2 separate regions of the Mus musculus genome follow, and region 1 is linked to region 2. Evidence: chromatin contacts called from public Hi-C data. All regions are on one chromosome and are shown on one strand. Each heading gives the region's core, a stretch centred on a gene start, on an enhancer-like site or on the middle of the called end of the contact. The rest is flanking DNA. Distances are from core to core; before and after follow the strand shown. Region 1 has its middle 46 kb from the start of Gm19276. Region 2 overlaps Rai14 (retinoic acid induced 14).

Region 1 (7,018 bases), core at 4,073-6,572, 250 kb after region 2:
ATTAATGCTTATATGTAAGCTCTTTCTTTGGAGAGTTTCTTGTTTGAGGATGCTGGGGCCGAGTTACTCATTTCAGGATGCTGTAATATGAAATTGGGAGCCTTTCACCATTATATGGCAGCTAAAATGGTTTCTGCAGCCAGTTGCTAAGCATTGAAACTTGGGACAGCCATCTGGACGGGTTGTGGCCAGTGTCACAGGCATCTGTGGAGAGATGTCCTCCAGGAGTCTTCAGGCTAAGGGTGAGCTAGAACACACACACACACACACACACACACACACACACACACACACACACACACAAAAAGAGAGAGAGAGAGAGAGAGAGAGAGAGAGAGAATCTGCTATGGACCAAAAAAGCTTCCCTACTTTCCCAAAATGCACCTCCAAACACTCAGATCTCCAAATAAACAGCTGCAGCTTCGTACGCTTCGTAGTTCCCTCCCCAGGAGGACAGCAGATTCTGTGGGACATTACATGTGAGACCCTGGGGACTAAAGACTAAAGATGAGCTCACTCAAAGAGCTGGAATCACCAAACGGACTCTCTGGCTCTTCTCTCACTATCTGTTCTTTCTTCATAGACACACACCTCTCAAGACATATGACTAGGAAAATACACGATTATTTGATAGTTTTCACGGTGTGATGTGTATGAGGTTACCTTAGGAATTCTTCCTAGAAAGTTATATAAATATTTCTTATATTTCTTGCTGAACAGAAACACTCAGCCTCACGGGGATATTAAACAAAATGAGAAATGCCAGCGCAGGAAGAGATGTGGAAATTTAGGATTATCTAGACCACCGTGGTCTAGCCTGGCTTGTTCAATGGTCATCTCGCAAAGAAAAAAAGTGTTACCAAACATGATATTTCTGCAGCCCCCCTCTTACCTCTACCCCTGTGCCCACCCCATTTCCACCCCACCTCACTTCTATTCCTCTCTCTCTCTCTCTCTCTCCAAAGCCCAACTAGCCAATTGTTCAGACACAATACCTTATCGTCTCATCTTTTTGGTAAGAAGTACCTGTCTAGAATGAAATTTCCAACACAGAAGTCATGTCAAGTTCCTAAGAAGTTAAATAAATAAATAGATAAGTAAATAAGTAAGTACGAGGTTAAAGTGTAAAGTCTTAAACAATTGGGGGAAACAATCAGTCAGACAGTTACAACACCCATTGTTTTGGGCCGCCATTTTGAACAATTATAATGAACATTGATAAATTGCATTTAATATTAAAATGCATGCAAGTTCAATATAGAAACTGGAATCTTTCTTGGTGGGTGGACGGAGCACGCCGTAAAGGCCAACTAATCGGCTGCCAGACTGTCAGCTGTTCTACATCGCCACCTAGTGGTGTAGACTGTTGAGGATTTATTTTTATTTTTATTTTTAACTTTTAATTTTACTTTTTACTTATTCACTTTACATTCAGCTCACTGCCCTTCTCTCGGTCACCCCCCCCCCCCCAATCCTTCCCCCATACCCTCTCCTCTCTTTCTCTGAGCGGGTGGGGTCCCCCTGAGTATCCACCCAACTCTGGCACTTGAAGTCTCTGCGAGGCTAGTGAGGCTAGGCTCTTCCTCTCCCACTGAGACCAGACAAGGAACTTGACAATCCACCGTGGCCAATGATTAGAAAAACAGCACCGTTCTTGGCTGTTGCTGACCTCAATTCGGATTCTTTCCTCTCTTTGATTTTGTTTTATTGTTTCTCATCTTACATTTTTAACAAATTCAAAAAACATTCATAGGCTTTCTCTAATATCAAACATCTCCCTTTACTTCTATCACTGGTCAAAAAAGCCCCAGACATCTTATTACCCATTCTCTTCCTCCTTTTACCGTGGATAGGATGAGTTCCTGCCGCCTCTTTCTTTCATGCACCCACATTCCCCTTTCTCTTCCTCTATTTCATGTCAAGGGAAATGCTGTGATCTGAATGGTCACTCTAAAACTTCACACTGAGTTTTAATAGCCTTTCTATCATGGTATAAGAACACTGCACTCCTAAGTGGACTAAGGTCATTCTCACAGATTCGGATAGTTACAGGAGCAGGGCCCTTCTTGTTTTATAACGTACTCAGTCTCAGGTATTCTGTTATAAACCACAGTAAATGGAAGTACAACAGCAAACGGGTCCCAAGGGTCTGGCTGCTGCGGTAACAAATGCCTCAAGTGTGCTAAACGCATTTTGGAACAGGGACGGGCCAGGAAAAGCAGGCTTTTGTGGCGGCACACCCTACCCAACGCCAGCACTCATACCATGATAGCAACACAGCATTTCTGACTCTGGCAGTGTGCTCCTCTTTAATTTGACTTACGATACGGCACTGGGATGGACATGGGTGTGTGTTTTCTTCCAAGCTTATTTTTCCTAAGGTTCTGTGTTATAAACCAATCTACCATATTCAAAGCATGATTGCTGAACCTAAATCACCGTTATTATTTGCCGTTCAGCAATCTCAAATTTAAATTCAACGGAACTGACATTCCCTGAGCAGGGTGAGAGATAAAAGAGATGAGTAAGACCGGACTTCCTCCTTCCTAGAAGCTGCTGGGCTTCTCTGGGGCACAGGGGCAGAGCCAAAAACCCTCTCCTTGGCGCTGAGCTGCAGGACTGTGCCTGTGGGACATACAGAAAAGGAAAATCACAATCAACTGAGCCTTGGTGACTTTCCATCTTCAGGAACCTTAGAAGGGTGTAGCTCATGGTGTCCAGCAAGCCTGTGACTGCTCATGCTAACACACTTTTATGTTTTGTAAATAATATTGTATTTAGTCTGGATGTGTGAAAACAGGGAGCTCCCAGTGACTGTCGTTTGTTCTGTTTCTATAAAAATATTTCATTTTTAATTTCTGTTACTTTATGCATGTGATTTGTCTTTTATTAATCACTCATCTTTTTTCTCCTTCTTATTGGTTAGATTAAAATATTTCCTTCTTATTGACACACACGGATATCAGATCCTGTTGTTTTATACTAGAACAAGTATTGCCTCAGAATTCTTAACCTTTAGTTTTGATTTTTGTGTATAGAAAGTTTACCTTTTATATAGTTATAGGATGTGGCCTGCATGAGTTTTCCCAATGTTAGTTTACAGCCAGCTATTTACAAAGAGTTTACTTTTGTGTGTGTCTCAATTTTTGTAATATGTGCCTTTAATCTACTTCTAATTTATTAATATGTTATGTCCTTTGAGTGGTTTTGAAAGCAGAGGATAATAGAAACTCAGGAGGTAAAAATCAATGGAAGTTGAAAATGTCTGACAAAGTCTTAATGAACTACAAGGAGGAGTTAACACTACACTTGTGAGACCAGGTTTTCATAGCATGAACTTATGTCAGAAGCTCTGGGAAAAGGTGTATATACACACATACACACATATACACACATACATACATATATATGTATATATATATCAATGAAAATAAAAATAATAATGATGAAAATAAAAAACAGTAGCCTAGAACATGTATTGAGAGCCATGTTTTATGGCACTCATCAGTAAGCAACATTTTTTTCAAGATTTTATGTGTGTGTGTGTGTGTGTGTGTGTGTGCGCGCGCGCGCACACACGCGCACACGCGCACGTACATTATCTGCATGTATACCTACATGCCAGAAGAGGGCATCAGATCCCACTGTTGATGGTTGTGAGCCACCACGTGGTTGCTGGGAATTGAACTCAGGACTCCTGGAAGAGCAGCCACTGCTCTTAACCTGAACCATTTCTCCAGCCCCCAGTAAGCCTCATTTACACCTGTCTCCTAAATTGAGGAATAATGAACCTAGGGCTTGCAAGAGCAAAACAAATTATCTATGTTCAAGCAGCAGAAAAGTTGTCCTTGACCCGGAGAATCCCTGCTGTAATCTCTGTGGCACATAGTGTGCCATCTGATGAAGAGGAAGTCTATGACCGAAGTAGACACAACTTATGCTCAGGAGCTAGAAAAGTTGCCAGGAGAGATGTTCTCTGAGCAGTTGGTAGCACTCAGAGATGGTGGTGGTAGTGTTGGTGAGGTCTCAATAACATGGCTGAAGTTATATGGAATAATTTACTCACTGTCTTAAGACACACAATAAAATACTATAGACTAGGTGGCTCACAAATGATAGAAGCCTATTCTTCACAGCCTTGGAGGCTGTCAAGTCTAAGACCAAGTTTCTTGGAGTTTCAGTGTCTGGGGATGGTCCAGGTCAGCCATCTTTTTACTGAAACTTCACAAGCAGAAGGGGAATGAGATTTCTCTTTGGACTCTTTTTTTTTTCCCCCTGTGGACACTAATGCTATTCTAGGTCTTTGCTCCCATAATTTAATCATATCCTAAGAGTGGTCAAGTTTAGACAAGTGACTTTGGGAGGGACATGAACATTTATTTGTTTGCACTCACATTTCTTACTGTTGGTGTTATCTGTTTGCTGCCTGGCACTCAAGCGGCTATGAAGTGGCATCCTTTTTCATGCCTGCTGTGGTAGTATTAGACAGGCCCACAAATACTCTGACAATCTTACCTTTGATCTGCAGAGCTTAATTATCTTCAGGTCAATTATCTTTTAAATGTGGGTGGTAATAATGGTGACTCATTTCTAAATAATCAAATAAGACAGAGTTCTGGTATTTGATTCCCAACTTTAGGATATGAAGACATTGTGGTGGGGTTTGATCTATTTCTATGGGTTCAAATGCTAAATTCTGCATCCCAAGATCTGGTTGCTCCAAGACGAGCAGATTCTCACATACATCAGCCTTTGTTGTGTAAACCTTACCACCCAGTTATTCCTGATTGGTTAATAAAGTTGCTGACAGCCACTTGATAGCTGGGCAGAAGAGATGCAGGCAGGCTTTGGTTTCCAGGCTTGGGATCACTGGTAGGGACAACCAGGAGAGATCGAGGAAAGGAGGAGGAGGAGGAGGAGGGGGAAAGAAGTCACCATGGGGTAATATGGACACAGCATGTGGCTGTGAGACCTGGCCTGACGAAGCAGGAGCAACATCAACGAATATGGCAAGTAATATACTGGGGCTCAAGGCATGAGAACAGAGAAAATACATAAGAGGGCTGATGCCTGCTAGCGCCAGTGCTCTGAAGCTTATTATAATTCTAAGGGTCTCTGTGCCTTTTCTTTGGGTAATAGCTGGTTAAAAAGTAACTGCCACCATATTAATTTTCCCAGTATTAGTTATTAACCTCGGAATATTTAAATCACTACATTGTGGTTTCCTCTTTCTGTTTCTGTTAAGTCACTTACTGTGGGGGGAAAACCAGCCTCCATGACCCTTAATAGCACTACTGAGAAAGTCACATGGCATGGAACAAGCCGAGCCGGAAAGGAACTGAAGACTTCTGCCAGCAGCATGTGAGCAGAGTTAACTGCTCGGAGGTGGGTCCTCTAGCCTGTCAGTCCTCAGTGAGGCCAGTCCTATCCGATATCTTTATAAACCTCAAGAGGGATCCTGAAATTAGCTGTGCCAGTTCCAAATTACAAGCCCACAGACAGCCATGAACAATAAACACTGGTTGATTTAGGGTAATCTGTGAATGAAGAAGAGACAACCAATGTGTCTAGACTCAGGGATCATAAAACATCATTTGCTGTATTCTATTTAAGTGAGTTTTTAGAGCCAGCCAGTCTCAAGAGAAGATACTGATGTAAAAACTGGAGAAAAGAAATGGAGTCATGGCTTAAACTGTCCTAAAAATGGGCAAGTTGGAAGATGGTCAGAAAATATGAAATAAGCAAGTCCTTTGTAGTAGGTGTAGTTGCTATAGTAAAACAATCATCTATGCGATTTCCTGTGAAATTTCTATTATTCTATTGGACCATGGAGTCAATGAGAGCAGGATTTTCATATCTGTTTTGTGTTCATCCACTCTTCCCAAGAGACTTGTACAGTATATAAGGTATGTGATATGCTCACAAAATACCTTACGAACAAACACATATGACTGGTCAGGACAGAGGGAACATATATCTGATCCTGTAAGTTTTCTTTTCTTTTCTTTTCTTTCCTTTTTTTTTTTTTTTTTTTTTTGGTTTTTCAAGACAGGGTTTCTCTGTGTAGCCCTGGCTGTCCTGGAACTCACTCTGTAGACCAGGCTGGACTCTGCCAGAAACTCAGAAATCTGCCTGCCTCTGTCTCCCAAGTGCCGGGATTAAAGGCGTGCGCCACCACTGCCCAGCTCCTGCAAGTTTGCTGTTTTGCTTTGTTATGTACACACCAGCTTTCTGAATGATGCATAAAAATATACCATTCAAGCTTTACATTTGTGTAAAGTTGTCTGCTATTTACTGCATTGTGACCCTTAGCTACTGAACCATCTCTCCAGCTTTTAGTTATTTATATTATTTATGTGTATGGGTGTTTTGCCTGCATGTATGTCTATGTGCCGCATATGTGCAGTGCCCAAAAAGGCTTGAAGCGGCATCAGATCCCTTGGAGCTGGAGTCCCTGCTGGTTGGGAGCTGCCCTGTAAAACTGAACCCAGGTCCTCTGGAAGAGCAGTCAGGGCTCTTATCTGATGAGCATTGTCATCCTTTTAAGATTGCTCAAGTTTGTTTTCTGTTGCTGTGGTAAACTCTGTGACTCAAAGCAACTTGGTGAGGACAGGGGTTTATCTCAGTTTGCAGTTTGAGTCCATTGTCAAAGGAAGCCAAGACAGGAATTCAAGGCAGGAGCTTAAAGCAGAAACCACAGAGGAAGGCTACTTACTGGCTTACTTGCTTCCTCACTGGGCTGCTCAACTCCCTTTCTTACAGAGCCCAGGTGTCCCTGCTCAGGAGTAGAACTGTCCACACGGCACCTGCCCACATTAATTAACAATCAAGAAAATGTCCCCAGACATGCTCACAGACCAATGGGATGGAGGCACTTTCTCAGTTGGACCCCTGCATCCAGTTGTGTCAGGTTGACAGTGGAAGCTACCCATCCATCTCATGTACAGGGTCTCCTGAAGAACACAATGTGAAGTGATTTCTTAAAAAAGGATTGCATGAGCGAAGATCTTAAATTTTA
Region 2 (6,579 bases), core at 1,225-3,724:
GTGTGGTCAGTCAAGTCAGTCCCACAGTGAAGAGTTCTCAGAGGCCGCTGACAAGTTTCGCCTTTTACCCCTCTCTGCATTGCGGGAAAAACCACTAGATTACATCCCTGAAGCTAAGCCACCAAGATCTATTCCCTTATTCAGCCACTTCCTGCTCCTAAGGGGAACCCACCAAGGTCCAGCAATCAAAAGCTCCCCTTGGTTCATCTAATTAGCATGCCTGATTCAAATTAAACTCCTCACCCACACATAGGATTTCCCCCTTTCCCTATGAGCCATGACTGTCGCCTTTCTATCCAGAGGCAGTCCTTTGTCCCCCTGGGGCAAATATACCTTCTTCTCCCTTGTTTCCTTCCCATTCTCTCTTATCCTCTATTCTCTGTCTCTGACTCTTAGTTCCTGCCCTTTGTCCTCTCCGGGGCAAAGAAATCTCCTTTGTGCTGAAAGCCTGACCTTGGTGTACACTGTGTCAACTCTCCACACAGTCTACTTCCAGGTACCAATTTCTGTCTTAGTTACTCTTCTATTGTGATAAAACATCATGACCAAAGCAACTCTAGAAGGAAGAGCTTATTTGAGGCTTACAGCTTCAGGAAGTTAGACACAGGAGTCCAGGAAGAAGGTGGTAGGCAGACACGGCTGCTAGAACAGCAGCTGAGAGCTCACATCTTGAACCACAAACAGAAAACACATAAAATGGTGTGCACCTTTTTGAGATAACGAAGCCCATCCACGGTGGCACACTTCCTCATCCTCCCCAAACAGTCACCAATGGGAAGCCAAGTATTTAGATGCCTGACACTTATGGGGGACATCACTGTCACCCAGACACTGCTAGTTACCTGTTGCCTCTGTCACAAAAATGCCTTTCAGGAAACTTGGGAGGTAAAATCCTTTTTGATAATTTTACATGTATGAGTGCCTGTCTACATGTATATCTGTGTACCAGATGCAGGCCCAATGCCTGCAGAATCCAGAAGAAGACGTCAGATCCTCTAGAACTGGAGTTATAGACAGGTGTGAACTGCCCTGTGACTCCTGGGCACCACACCTCGGTCCTCGGCAAGAACAGGTGCTCTTTCCCAGTGAACCAGTGCTCAGGCCAAAGAAGGACAATCTTAGCCCACGTCTCCGGAGCTCAGGCTTTGGTTGCTTAGCCCCATGCACTGAGGTAGGAATGAGTGGCAGAGGCCGTTCTTTGGGGGTCAAAATCCCCAGGGTGGGATTATAAGAAAAAGCATGCTTCAGTAGCTACTTCTGCCAACAAGGTTCTACTGCCTGCCTCTCACCCTCTAATGAAAGTCAAGCGGAGAGGTGGGGTTAAGTGTCAAATGGGACTCCAGGTGGATTCATTCACTTTTAAAAATGGATGCAGGGGCAGGAGCTATGGTGCTCAGAGGTTAAGAGCACTAATTGCTCTTGCAGAGGACCCAGGCTCAATTCCTAGTAACTACATGGCGGGTCACATGATCTGGAACCCCATTTCCAAGGTTCCGGTGCCCTCTTCTGAACTACATGGGCACCAGGCACACAGGCACACACATGATGCACATACACACCTACAGGCAAAATACTCATATACAAAAAAATCAACTTAAAAATTGTGTGAAGACAGTAGAGTATGTAGGCCTGTCAGCTGTCGACAGAAAGCAGAAGGCTATGAATCAGGGGATAAGGAATACCAAAACCTGGGCTCCAAGTTCCTGAGCAGCTTCAAGAGAGAAACACTTGGTCCACACAATCTATGACTACCTAAGACCAACCTTCAAAAGGAAGCTGTACAGTGACTCTGCAGAGAGGGGCAGAGGCTGCAATCGCATACTGTACGTAACTATTTAGATAATTTACAAGTCCTCTGCAAGAAGAACTAGACAAGGCTGGTCACATGGTGTCACTTGATTTCTCAGACAGAACTGCTGGTACCAATTCTCTAACGCAGCCCTACTCTGAGCAAACAGAAAGGCAGAGGGTGGAAAAGGTCACCGGCCAGAGAAGTGCCTTACTATACTGGCGTGCAGAGCTCAAAAGCGCTTTCTCTACATCCCACTTCCATGGTTGTTTAAAAATATTTTCACGAGTTTTTGCTTTCGGGGCCAAAGAGATCAGGTTTCTAAAATGTGGACTACACACTCTTCTCTCTCTCTCTCTCTCTCTCTCTCTCTCTCTCTCTCTCCCTCTATTTCTCTCTCTCTCTCCCTCCCTCCATCTCTTTCTCTTCCTCCCTCCCCCACCCCCTGCACCCCTTTCTGTCTGTAAGGTCTATGTACATATACCCTGGTGAGTATTTGTTCAAATACTATGGTCCCAGTAGTGATTTTATTTAGTCTGGTTGTTCCTAAGACAAACACACATAACTTTAATTAAAGGCATATCCAACACAGGGGAAAGCATCTTGAAGCAATTAGGCTCTTCCCCCGTAAGGTTTTGGGGTTCTGTCACCCCCCTGCTTCCCTACCTCCCCATGGAAAGAGCCCAGATGGGGCGGAGGAAAGCCAAGCCTAATTCCACAAACAGCCTGGAGCGGTAACTTTCTGCCCCGCTCTGTTCTATTTTGTCGTCTTCCCGCCAAGTCACCACTCCTATTTTACCCTTTCCTAAATGAATTCCAGCCGTTCAACCGCTTTTTCCTTTTTTTGGATTTTGGTTTTTTTTTTTAAACTCCTCTGTGATCAGTGTCAGAGGAAGAAATTTTCTGACAGTTTCGCCTCTCGCCATGGATGACAGGGGATACTCAGGAAGAGATGAAAAAGTTTTGGGAATTTCCAAGCTACCCATCTGGTCTTGGGATATGGAAGTTTCTGGAGAATGTCTGGGCAATGGCTGCCTTGACCACCGCATTCTTGGGACTTCTGGGCTTGCTGAACATCTGGATAATACACGCTGAGAGCTTTTCTATTGAAACTGCCCGGGACGCAGGGGTATGGGAATAGTAGCTTTTCCAGAGTTGCTATTCCCTAGATCCCAAGTTAATTCTCCACTCCTAGGTAATTTATCTATGAAGCCTTATAAGAAAAAAAAAAAAGGTTTTCTCCAGAGCAAGCACAGCAAATGGTTCTTTTGTGCCTACAACACAGGGAAAGCCTAACTCAACAAAAATGGCATGACCCTTGCCGTGCAGGAGTTTCACTACTGATGACATTCAGATCCTTTGGAACGCTGGGCTTTCCTCAGTGGAAGTGTCACTATGTCACTTCTGCTCCTGTTCTTTCCGAACCATCAAACGCACCTGGAAGATCCTGGGCAGATCCATCAACGTCTGGACTGCAGAAGAGGTAGGGACAGGTAGGAGAAGAGGTCACATAGAGAGACGATGTTTACATAGTGGAGAGATGCCCTTGAATGACCACAGCAAGACTCTGCACTCAGGCACAACCCCTTACCCTGAACGCGCTCTACAAGAGGGTTCTGCAGCCCCATTTTGCTGTGGAACTATATACAAGGCAGAAAATGAGGCCAAACGTGGCCAAGGACATGATTTCCAAGTTCATGATGCGGCCTTAATCTTCAGAGAGAGAGGCAAAGCACCTCTTACAGTGGACACCAGTGACCTCTATAGGCTCCATGAGGCTGGTCCAGCCAAGAGCTACAGCTGAAGGGACAAGGCTAAGGCAAGGAGGGAAGTCTCACGGGGCTCTTTTTTTTTTTTTTATAACAGAAGCCTCGATGTGAACATTGTTACAGGATGCTAAAGTGACATGGAAGATGGTTTCTCGGTCTCTCCGCCTAACCTCAATGTGAATATTGCAACCGTAGGGTTGGACTAGAAATATAAGGCCAGATAAGACTTAATTCCACCGTGCCTTTAAATCTTAAATTCTTACCAGTTAATAAGCTCAGTCCTCACATACGTATCCTGAGCAGGAAAAGGAAGTATTGACAGATGACGACGTATGGAAAAATCCCACACTGGAAAAGGGATCGCCTTTCTTTCATTAGTTCTTCGAACTTTTTATGTAAGGATCTTTAACGGGGAGAACAAAGTTGACTTCCAAGTGGGAGTGCCTTGGGAGAGCGAGATAGGGACAGCCTTGCTTTTATCATCTGAAAAATGGAAGCAGGGGTTTCCATGCCGCTTCTATGTAGCGTACGAGACCAGAATGAACTCTGGCACGTATAAAACATGGATGGACCCTGAGCACACACACTAAGTGAAGAAGCTAGAGGCTACATACATAACTCCATTTACATGAAATATTCAGAAGAGGCAAACACAGAGAGCTTGCACACTCATTAATGATTGTCAGGGGGAGAGGTTGGGAATGGCTACCTGGTGAGAACGAAGTTTCCTTGGGGACGTCGAACCTCATTGTGAAACTGAACTGTAGATTTTAAAATCATTAACATGCTTAGTTTTATGTGATGTGCCTTCTGCCACAGTAGAAAAGAGAGACTAGACCATGGCCATCTTCGCCATCTATTCTAAACAGAATAAATAGGAAATAAGGAAAAAAATTTCATAAGGTATTCCCGCCTGTGTCTAAGTTACAAACTAGCAAATTTTTCTTCATTTTAGTGAGTGTTGTCTTGGTGCTGACAGGAGCCTGATATGGCTGTCTCCTGAGAGGCTCTGCCATTGCCTGACAAATACAGAGGTTCATGCTCTCGGCCAACCATTGGACTAAGCACAGGGTCCCCAATGCTGGAACTAGAGAAAGGACCCAAGGAGCTGAAGGGGTTTGCAGTCCCATAGGAGGAACAACAATATGAACCAACCAGTACCCCCAGAGCTCCCTGGGACTAAACCACCAACCAAAGAGTACACATGGAGGAACCCATGGCTCCAGCTGCATATGTAACAGAGGTGACCTTGTGGGACATCAATGGGAGGAGGCCCTTGATCTTGAGAAGGCTCAATGCTCCAATGCAGGGGAATGCCAGGACAAGGAAGCAGGAGTGGGAGGTTGGTGAGCAGGAGGAGGGGGAAGGGGATAGAGAGTTTTCAGAGGGGAAAAGAGGGAAGGGGATAACATTCGAAATGTAAATAAAGAACGTATCTAATAAGCTGGCATGGTGGCACATGCCTTTAATCCCAGCACTTGGGAGGCAGAAGCAGGCGGATTTCTGAGTTTAAGGCCAGCCTGGTCTACAAAGTGAGTTCCAGGACAGCCACGGCTATACAGAGAAACCCTGTCTTGAAAAACCAAAAAAAAAAAAAAAAAAAAAAAAAACCCAACCAACCAACCAAAAAAACAACGAAAGAAAGTATGTAATAATAATAATAAAAGCCATCATAAGCACTTATCTTGCCTTCCCCTGGGATGACGATAAAAGGCTGTCTTATGCAGACCCCTGGTCACAAGGAATAGTTGTAGAAAGGCTGTGGAAGATTAGTACAAAAGGCACCATCTCTCACCAGAAATGTCAGGACAAAAGAATAGACTTCCGGGGGGCGGGGACACAAGGTGCAGAGTCAGGACAGCTTTTTAAGGCACCTGAGGCAATTCCAGTGCAGAGGCTCCCTGTGTGAGAGCCACTAGCCTGGAGTGAGAAAGAAGAAACCGTTTCTTGAATGTCTCCTATGGGGGAGGATTGTGCTAGCTTTGTACCTACAACCATGGGCCATCCATACTCTCTTGAACCTTTACTAACCATCAACACATCACGGCCTCTAGGAAGAAGCTCTACCTCTACGGAACAGAAGATGCGGACAAATACCCCATTTGCTTTACCTAAACTCAAAGGAAAGTGAAGGTTTATAAAAAGGGGCCAGGCAATGAGGACGTGGGGCTCTGTAAGAGCCATATGGCCTTTGCTGTAATTATCCAGTTCTACCTTTGTCGCCCAGCGGCAGCCATGGACCAGGACTTAGTGAACAGCAGGCATCGCGCCATGTTGGCCAGCTCCGCAATAAATGTAGTATTTCTGGAAGTTCTCAGAAAAGTGTCCCAGCCACCAACTGGAGAAGCCAACCAATAACAACCCCACACCTACACTTCTTTTCAGAGCTGCTGGAATCTCTGGCGACAGACGCTACTGGCACACAAGCCGCTTCTCCTGAGGACACCCAAAGTGAGGCTCAGTCAGGAATCACCATGAGGCTCAGTGGCACACACCATTAGTCCCAGCAACTGGGATTCAGAGGGAGGCACATATCTGTGAGTTCAAGGCCAGTATGGTCAACATAGTTGAGTTCTGGGATAGCCAGGAGGAGTACAGTGAGTCCTTGTCTTAACAAGAATGAAACAAAGTAAGGCTCAAGGATTAGGAGGTCATAAGTATTATAATGGCCACATGAGAGGCCTCATGGAGGTGGCTCCAACATTACTAATCTCAATACCGCGCCCCCTCTGGTAAGCAGGAATTTGAGGCATACAAACACAAAGCAAAAATCTTCCTATAGCTCTCACACAACCACGACCTCTGCTAAAGGGTGGCTTACTGAATTACAAGCAGTAAGGTTTGAAAGCTGTGCTGTTCCTTATCTAGGGGAGAATTTATTTCCCATCTGCCAACCGCTCGCAACCCTGGTGCTATTTGTTCTCTGGTGCAATTGTTGGTTGGTTGTTTCCAGGAACAGCTAATGGCCACGAGGGGAAAGTTCAACGTATAATTTGGAGTTGGATGGGAAAGGAAACAGAC

The links. Hi-C and Micro-C count contacts between places; a contact is called where the count stands out from the background.
Region 1: a Hi-C map of liver shows a contact between it and region 2, with 2.3 times the contacts expected there. The contact joins two enhancer-like sites. A contact is called at or near these places in 31 of 484 Hi-C or Micro-C datasets (3T3-L1-derived adipocytes, the MC3T3-E1 cell line, bone marrow-derived macrophages and 13 more), 8 of 115 datasets of contacts at active chromatin or transcription factors (differentiating embryonic stem cells, embryonic fibroblasts, embryonic stem cells and 2 more) and 1 of 9 other capture datasets (embryonic stem cells).

Annotation. Positions count from the first base shown.
Region 1 is chr15:10,871,214-10,878,231 of GRCm38.p6, forward strand. No RefSeq gene overlaps it. Among named protein-coding and RNA genes, the nearest start is that of Gm19276, 46 kb to the left of the region's middle. Within about 2 kb of position 5,323, at least 39 of the 459 cell types and tissues checked have an H3K27ac peak or open chromatin away from gene starts, as enhancers often do. A contact at or near this core is called in liver, where this site is marked.
Region 2 is chr15:10,626,332-10,632,910 of GRCm38.p6, forward strand. The region is part of intron 3 of Rai14 (retinoic acid induced 14); the gene reads right to left. Among named protein-coding and RNA genes, the nearest start is that of Gm10389, 29 kb to the left of the region's middle. Within about 2 kb of position 2,475, at least 29 of the 459 cell types and tissues checked have an H3K27ac peak or open chromatin away from gene starts, as enhancers often do. A contact at or near this core is called in liver, where this site is marked.